Regions from separate parts of the Sus scrofa genome. Here regions 2 and 3 are each linked to region 1. A link is a contact called in public Hi-C data. All regions are on one chromosome and are shown on one strand. The core of a region is the stretch at or near the end of the contact, and the rest is flanking DNA. Distances in the headings are between cores, read along the strand shown.

Region 1 (2,932 bases), core at 69-2,568:
TAACAAAGTATATGAAGTATAGGCAGTTAATCTGGACAAGGACATATCTCAACTACTTAGTAACTACATCTAATTCGCTTGGTTTTACCTGGGTCACTGATTCCACAGAGCCAATGTAGGTGTCTGGGCGGAGCAAAATGTGTTCCAACTGTGTTTTCTTTTGATAGATTCTTTCTATAGACAATCTTTTCTTAGCCTCTTCATTTTTCTTTGTTTTGTTGACTTGCATATTTTCATTTACAGGCTGGCAATTAAAAAAAAAAAGATTGAAGAAAAGCGATTTTGAATCACAGGTTTATCAGAAACTGTTCACAAAACACCTACCACAATGATCTGCTTACACACACCATGACAAATCACACGTTTTGAGGAGGTGTGGGTGGTGTTGACATCGTTTGTGTACAAACGTGGTGGTTTAAGTTATCTGCAGCCAGGTTCCTGGGTGTCAGCTTAAATGGGCATGTTCTCTAGCCCAGCGTAACTATCTGACACGGAAATGCGTTCACATCTTAGATGCCATCCATAGAACACACCCCCTTCTTTCATCTACTCTGCACCTATTGACTGAGGGTCTACTGGGTCCCAGGCACGTAAGAGATTCTCCTTCAGCAGCAGTTTGGGACGCTATGGAGTCCACCTTTTTTTTTTTTTTTTTTTTTGGTGCCGAAACCCGGGACCGAACCATGGAGTCCACCCTTTAGGCACATTAACGTCTTGAACACAGGAGGGGCATATTTTGAGCACTCGGGCTCCGGAGTGGGAACCCCGTGCCTTGTCCAGCGCCTCCCCAGGTCAGGGAGGTCCAATCCCATTTTCAGCCCGAGGGTAGATGAGGAAAGCATCTGTCCGCGCTGCATAAAGCCCCACGCGGCCCATTATCCCACCACCGACTCCAGGACCAATTGACTCGCGTTCTCTAGAAACAGTGAAAACACAACGCCACACCCGTTTAGCTGATGTTACTTCACTATTAGCACCACAAAGGGGTCTCAGCCTCTTCGCGATCGCGCCGAGCCCAGGGGACCCGGGCCCATGCGGAACGCCGGCGCCGAGCCCGCGGCGTCGGGACCGCAGCCGAGGCACCTCCCCCTCTCACAGGCAGCAGGATTGATGCCAGGCCGCGCTGAGGATCCGCGACGCGCCCCCTTCCACGAGCTGTACCTGAAGTGGCGACACCTCCATGGTGACGGTCGTGAAGGGGCTCGACAACTCTGCGAGCGACTAAACCGGCAGGACCCTCGAGATGGTCGGGAAGCTAGCCGCTTCTCCACAGACGATCGTCGGTTAGGAGAGAGCTGCCCCTCCGTTTGAACCTTCAGCCAGCCCGCCCAAACCAGAAGAGCCAATCCCTGACGCTCTCTGACGGCTTCCTTCCCGATAAACCAATCAGAGCTAGTCTTTTATATTTACCAATGAACGGCTGAGATGGCCGGGGGCCGGTTCGAATGAACCAATTAGGCAAGGGAGGCGGAACTAGAAGATCTTTTTCAAAAGGCACCACTTGGAGTCAAAGCGGAGAGACAGACAGGGAATTTGGCCAATAAGTAGGGCTGGTTTGTTCTCGGTGTGTAGCTCTTGAGGGGAAAGGGGTTTTCTGAGTTCCAGGGTGGGAGGAAAGAGGGGATATTTATACTTCTTTGAGATCCCTGGAATCTAAAGACCGCCCTCTATCCTGAGGCGTTTTTCTTTTTCCTTTTTTTAAACGAGAGAAACGGGAGTCCCAGCTCTGTTTCTTGAGGAAACTGAGCCTGGCGATTTGGTTCAGTTTAGCAAGTCGTCTCTGGCATCTGCCTCAAACCGTCTCCCCCACCCCACACCCGCCCCATTTATTTTTGCGGAAACAAATGTGGTACAGTTGTGGTTTGGGTTTTCGTATAATCGAAGGGCATAAGAGAGACCACACAAAAGAGAGCAGCGTTCAAGGCCCCTTGAGATCGGCGTGGGGCTGTGACTGGTCGAAGAGAATAGCATAGTCAGAGCTCAGGGGCTGAGGATGGTTTAGGGGCCTTTCTAGAACTGCAGCTGTTTCCTCAGGTGGCCGCCAGGATGCACTCCTACTTGTTAATTTGCTTTCCTCCGTGTTCCCCTGAGCCCTGCAGTCCAGATTTGACGAAATGCCAAAGACCAAAGCGTTTATTACTCTGACGTCTAAATGTTTGAGTGTGTTTCTTTTCTTTTTTTGCTTTTTAGTGCCGCACCCGCAGCATATGGAGCTTTCCAGGCTAGGGGGCGAATCGGAGTTGTAGCCACTGGCCTACACCATAGCCACAGCAACGCAGGATCCAAGCCATATCTGCGACCTACACCACAGCTCAGGGCAATGCTGGATCCTTAACCCACTGAGCCAGGCTAGGGATTGAACCCTCGTCCTCATGGATCCTAGTTGGGTTTGTTAACTGCTGAGCCACAAAGGGAACTCCTGAGTGTGTTTCTTCTGGACTCCTCAATCCACAATGTTAAAATGACAGAAAAAAAAAAGTCGTTGCCCTTATCAGATGCTAGAAAAAAAACTGTGCAATTTGAATGACTATAAATTCCATCTGAACCACCTCCTTCCAATCAATATTCCCTGAGTTTCAAGTCTTGACTTGGCCATTTGCCAGTCTTGTCTTGATGGAGGCAATTTCGCAGGTGCTTTCTTTTCCTCTGCTCAGAAAAGGGAATGAAAATAACAGTGTTACCTCAGAGTGGTGGGAGAGGATTATAAGACATAAAGTGTTTAGTAAGCTAGCAGTATCCAAATCAGGAAGCAGGGATTTTCCTTAGGTGGGCGGGACAATTTGTGGATTTAATCCCTCCCCCAAATAAATCAGGAACACCAGTTGTTAAATCATCTCAGCATAGCCAATGCCCACAGTGCTGGCAAAGCCGCAGGGAGGGCCAGTGAGGAGGGGGTGTGTTGTGGCAGAAAATCAAGGATGGACGTGTCCCA
Region 2 (2,752 bases), core at 182-2,681, 84 kb before region 1:
GCGGGAAGAGGCCTGGGGAAGCGCCGCCCTGGGGCGCTCTTCTGCGCCGGGACCTCAGGGCAGAGCGTCTCGCCGACACTGCTTGTCCTACCTAACCAAGGCCGAGGGCCTAAAGCTGGAGAGAGACAGTCAGATACCTCAATCCTAGGCAGGGCCGTGCAGCCGGTGCCGGTGCGATCGTGGGCTACACCCGTGTCCACTCCCAGCCTCGGGTCCCTTGTCTGTAAAGCAGGGGCCGTCGGGCCGATGGGTTTGAGAGCTCTGCCAGTCGGGTCAGGCTGAGAGCCTCCTCACTGGGGTGGACGCCTGAGAGTGTGGCACTTCCCCTTCCAGTGGGAAGTCCTGTGGGGGGCACTTGTGGCCACTTCTCCGACCAGGAAAGGGGAGGGGTGTTCCCTACTGATTCCTCTTCCTCCTCCCCGCCCCCCACCCCAGTAGATGGGGAGATGGTCCTTCCAAATGGAGCCACAGGCTGGGAGGGGAATTGTGGCTCTGCTGGGGGTTGAGGTCTCCGCAGAGAGAATGATTCAGATCCTGCCCCGCTAGAACAAGAACGCGAGCTTTCCTGGCTCCTCAGCCTGGGCCAGGAAAAAGAAGCTGGAGACTGAGTCCCTTGCATGTACGAGTGCTCCTGGGCGCCCCCTACTCGGCTCTTGAAAGATCCACGAGCCGCTGTCCATTGGGGGTAAGGGAACTAGGGATCGCTGAGGGGTACGGTTGGGCCGAAGGTCCTCCGACCCACTCGAGCCGGAGAGGTTATTTGGCGGGAGAGGCGAGGAGGTGTGCCTGAGGGCCGTCTACCTGCTCTGGCACTCCTTTTTTTGCCGGTAAGAAAATTAAGATTCAGAGAAAAGAAAGAGACTTGTTCAAGGTCACACAGCTCTCAGTTCCAAGGGGTTCCTCGAGGAAGATTATAATTATGGGAGTCTAGGGGCTTGACAGCTAGGGGCGGAGTCACTGTATTCACTTCCATATTACGTTGCCGCCTCTCTAACCCCGGCTTAGGTGCCATCAGGGTGTGTGTGTGTGTGTGTGTGTAACCCCGACTTAGGTGCAAGAGGTTGTGTGTGTGTGTGTGTGTGTCTGTGTAACCCCGGCTTAGGTGCAAGAGGTGTGTGTGTGTGAGATACTTGCCCCTGTGAGTGTGGGTGTGTGTGGTCGGAGGGAAGGGAGTGTGATACCACACATTGCCGTCCCTTCTCCACTGAGCCTTCTTTCCGTTCTTCGCGCAGAACTTCTTCGCCTCCTCGCCCTGAGTCTCTCCTTTGGGGGCAGAGGGAGGGATTCTCCCAGATTCCCACGGTCCAGCTTCTGCTAGGCGCGGCTCCTTTAAGACTCACCCTTTCCCTGGGTCTATTAGGGAGAAAGGGGGGCGTGATCTTGTGGGCCCGCCCCTGGATGGTGATTGGTCTGTGGGAGGACGGGGGCGGACCGGAGGTTGAGGGCCTCCCCGCGGCTCGGTACCCTCCGCCCCCCCAGTCTGGGGCTCCGGGTAAAGTTTCAGCCTCCGCACGTGACTCGCCATGGCCGCTGCTTTCGCCCCGCGCCCCTGAGCCGCGGCCCCCCCCAACTGGTCGTCTCCCTGGACCCCGCAACCCCTGACGCGGAGCGGCTCCAAGGCGCAGGGTCAGGGCAGACGCTGTGCCCGCGGGCGACCGGGACGGATTGCGTCCCCCCCCACTGCGAGGTAACCTCTCCCCCCGGGGATTTTGGAGAGCCCCGGGCCCTCGCAGGCATCGTCGCCCCTCGGTCTGCTGCTGATAGGACCCGCGGGGTGGAAGAGACCCAGTGCCGGGCGGGTTCGGACGGCCACCTGGGGTTTCCTGGGCTTCCCAACCCGCCGCCGCCGTGCTCGGGGTGGGGGAGCCCCGTCTGTGAGTCTGTCTGCGCCCGTGTCTTCGCGCGCAGCCGTGAGGCGTCTGGGGCCGTCTGCCGCGCGTGTCTCAGGCGTCCGAGCTGTGGCAGAACCGCCGCTGGGAACTCCTGCTCTCTCTCGCTTTTTCTCTTCACAAACAAACAAAACAAAAAGATTTTCAAACCTGTTTGGGGAGAGATCAGATGCCCAACGGACTAGCCCCCTCCTTCTTTCCCTGCTGTTATCTGAGCCGCCCTGTGGTTTGGGGAGAATCAGCCCGGGGGCCCACCCCATCTGAGGCAGCCAGTTGGGAGGCGGGGCCCATTCAGCTGGTGTCCCCCGTGGAGTGCGGGGAGCCGTCAGAATTGGGTACGGGGAGCCAGTGCAGCCAGGGGAGGGATGTCTCTGGGTTTGTAGGCACCATGGGGTTGTGGAAGCTTGTGGGGGTATGAGAAGGATGGAATAGATTGGTTGTCTTGGTTCTGCCCAGGGTGTCTGGGACCTGGTGCCACCCACGAGGTGGAGAAGCTGCTAGCCAGATGTGTATGTGGGAGGGGGAAGCTGGAAAATCTGCTTGGCAGTGCCCTTTCTCCTCTCCGGGCATGGCCCTGTTGTCGGGTTGCTCTGGGGGAAGGGGGCCGTGCACTAGGCTGGAGATGAGAACCAGCTCATGTGGAAATCATACAAGAAAAGCCCCCAGTCTTGGAGACACTTGTCCACTGTCCAGCCTACCTTGGATAGCATGCCTTTGTGCTGGCGTGGAGGGGTACCCTGGGCCTCCACCAACTGCCAGCTCCCTCTTCTGTAACCAGATTGCCTTCTGCCTGGGAGACGTGTGCACATGTGTGCCTGTGTGCCTGTGTACCGTGTATGTTGTACCGTGTATGTTCTCAGGGG
Region 3 (2,808 bases), core at 171-2,670, 130 kb after region 1:
TGACCAGCACTCTTTCCGCAGCGGGGCTATGGGTCTGGGCATAGCTCGGCAATGCAGGGGGTTTTGGGCAGATTTCAGACTTATGAGTCAAAAGCGTGGGCAGACCCCCAAATTAGCCATTCATACATTGATTCCACAAATGTTTTTTGACCTATTCTATGCCAGGCACTGGGCTAGGCCAGCCAATCAGGAGTTGATCTGTACACGCTAAGTTTGGTGGTTGAAGCCGCCTTTCCTGGAAGGAACTGTGGTCAGAAGAGGGTACAGCTGGGACCTGTTGGGGACCACATGATATCAAAGCACAAGGGGTAGCAATGCCACTCCCCTCACTCTGTGGCCAAAGCAAGTGATTTCTGTTCTCTTTTGTCCAGAGAAGCGACCTCCTTCCTCTCCGGGGGAAAGCTACGCTTAAAAGGTCAAGGCACGGGAGTTTTCTTGTGGCGAATTCTTTGGTTGCCTCAGAAGTTGGCCTTTCTATTTGGCACCAGCAGATAGAGGTCATCTTTTGGCAACACCCCCAATGGTAAGTCAACCCAGCTAACGGGCTGCAGGTGTCTGAGCTGGGTCATGTGTGTGCCCCAGTGAGTGGGCCCTAGTGAATGCCCATGAAGATGGGGGGGCATGTATGGGTGTGCAGGGTATGTCCTCTCCAACATAAATATTTGTGTGCTTCTTTTTTTTTTTTTTTTTTTTTTTGGTCTTTTTAGGGTGACCCCCATGGCATATGGGGGTTACCAGGCTAGGGGTCAAATCGGAGCTATAGCTGCCGACATACACCACAGCTTGTGGCAACATTGGATCCTTAACCCACTGCCAGGGATCAAACCTGCATCCTGATGGATACAAGTAGGGTTCTTAACCCGCTGAGCCACAACGGGAACTCCAATATTTGCGTGCTCCAGTCACAGCAACTCGGGATCGGAGCTGAGTCTGCAACCTACACCACATTTCCTGACAACGCTGGATCCTTAACCCACCGAGCAAGGCCAGGGATCGAACCTGCATCGTCATGGATGCTAGTCAAGAGTCTTTAACCACTGAGCCACGACAGGAACTCTTAAACACCTTGTGCTTCCTAAACACCTTGTAAATGCATGTACTATGAATGCCTACCTAGCTGCAGGACCAGCTACAGTGTTTGCAGGGCCCAGCCCCAAAGGAAAATGCTGGGTCTCTTGTTCAAAAATTATTAAGAATTTTCAAATGAAGACAGCTGAGCTTCATATCAGGTGTGGGCCCTTCTGAGCACAGGCCCCGTGTGACTGCTCGGGGTGTGTATATGTGTGACTATGCTGTGTGTGTGTGTGTGTGTGTGTGTGTGTGTGTGAGAGTGGGTGTGGGTGTGGTGGGTGGTGGTGGAGGGGGGCTGGGCATGAAATCTGAGCTCTCTCCTCACCACCCCCAGGCCAGGCCCCAGGCAGCTGCTGGGGTCTATCAAAGGAAAGGTGTGTTTTATTTTTGGCGCCTTGGCTGCCTCCTTCCACAGTGCCCCAGGGAGGCTTTTGTTTTACTGCCTGGGTGACAAGCACTTCCCTTCACCTGCTGCCACGGTGGCCCCACCAGAAACCACAGCTGGGGGTGGGGCAGCTTCCTCAGCCCCTCACCCACTCACTCTGGGCCTCTTCCAGGCAGCAAGGACGCCGATGACGTGCCCAGAGCCCCGTCTGGCTGACCCCACCCAGACAAGGTACCTGGCAGCGCTTGGGAGCTGGAGGCGATGGTGGAGATTATAGAATCCAGCGCCCTCATCTCACGGCTAAGGAGGACGAGGCCCAGAGAGGGGAGCTGACCTGCCCGTGTTACCCACTCTGCCTATGGCAGAGCCGGGACAATCAGCTCCCAAGCATAAAACCCCACAGGGCGGACCTGTGCAGGAAGCCTGTGGGGAGAGCAGGGCTGCTGCCTAGTGTGGGGGTCACATCCCCCTGGGCCGGTGAGGCTCTGTCTTTGTTATTTGCTTTTCCTTCTTCCTAAGTCAGAGCTCGTCGTCCAGGGGGTTTGGGAACAGTGGCTGTACCTAGCACAATGGCTGGCACAAAGGAGGGGCTCCATACATTTTTGGTCGTGAATAAAGAGTTATTTCTTTGGCCCCGTAAAGGAGTGGCCAGAGTGTGGGCTTTGAAAGCCAGCTGGAACTGCCCGAAATCAGGGTAGCAGTGTGACTTCGACAGACTTCCTTAACCCCTCTGAGTCTCAATTGCCTATTTTCTATTTTTCTTCCTTCCTTCCTTCCTTTCTTTTTTTTTTTTTTTTTTCTGTCTTTTTAGAACTGCATCCGCAGCACATGGAGGTTCCCAGGCTAGGGGTCGAATCGGACCTACAGCTGCTGGCCTACGCCACAGCCACAGCCACAGCCACAGCCACACCAAATCTGAGCCATGTCTTCAACCTACACCACAGCTCACAGCAACACTGGATCCTTAACCTACTGAGTGAGGCCAGGGATCGAACCCACAACCACATGTTTCCTAGTCGGATTTTTTTCCATGGTGCCACGATGGGAACTCCATCAACTGCCTATTTTCTAAATGGGACTCTAGGAGTTGCCGCTGTGGTATAGTGGGTTAAGAATCTGGCTGCAGTGGCTCCGGTGGCTGCAAAGGCACAGGTTCAATCCCTGGCCCGGAACAGTAGGTTAGAGGATCCGGTGTTACCTCAGCGGCAGTGTAAGTCACAGTTGTGGCTCGGATTTAACCCCTGGCCTGGGAACCTCTGTATGCTCCGGGTGCAGCCATTAAAAAAAAACAATAATAATAAAAATAAAATAAAATAGGATTCTAGTAGGGATATTGTGAGAATTAAATGGCA

The links. Hi-C and Micro-C count contacts between places; a contact is called where the count stands out from the background.
Region 2: a Hi-C map of liver shows a contact between it and region 1, with 2.6 times the contacts expected there. The contact joins the promoter of RARA here to the promoter of TOP2A in region 1. A contact is called at or near these places in 5 of 47 Hi-C or Micro-C datasets (fetal skeletal muscle, liver, omental adipose tissue and 2 more) and 1 of 2 datasets of contacts at active chromatin or transcription factors (alveolar macrophages).
Region 3: a contact with region 1 is called in a Hi-C map of omental adipose tissue, with 2.0 times the contacts expected there. The contact joins the enhancer-like site here to the promoter of TOP2A in region 1. A contact is called at or near these places in 4 of 5 promoter capture datasets (fetal liver, fetal skeletal muscle and liver), 22 of 47 Hi-C or Micro-C datasets (adipose tissue, alveolar macrophages, brain and 12 more) and 2 of 2 datasets of contacts at active chromatin or transcription factors (alveolar macrophages and skeletal muscle).

The regions. Positions count from the first base shown.
Region 1 is chr12:21,999,686-22,002,617 of Sscrofa11.1, reverse strand. TOP2A (topoisomerase (DNA) II alpha) reads right to left here and starts at 1,318. Exons shown (of 35, transcript NM_213884.1): 1 at 1,162-1,318; 2 at 89-244. The coding sequence starts at 1,182.
Region 2 is chr12:22,084,438-22,087,189 of Sscrofa11.1, reverse strand. RARA (retinoic acid receptor alpha) reads left to right here and starts at 1,431. Exons shown (of 9, transcript XM_003131474.6): 1 at 1,431-1,687.
Region 3 is chr12:21,874,498-21,877,305 of Sscrofa11.1, reverse strand. No RefSeq gene overlaps it. Among named protein-coding and RNA genes, the nearest start is that of CCR7, 19 kb to the right of the region's middle. Within about 2 kb of position 1,420, at least 21 of the 83 cell types and tissues checked have an H3K27ac peak or open chromatin away from gene starts, as enhancers often do. A contact at or near this core is called in fetal skeletal muscle, omental adipose tissue and retroperitoneal adipose tissue, where this site is marked.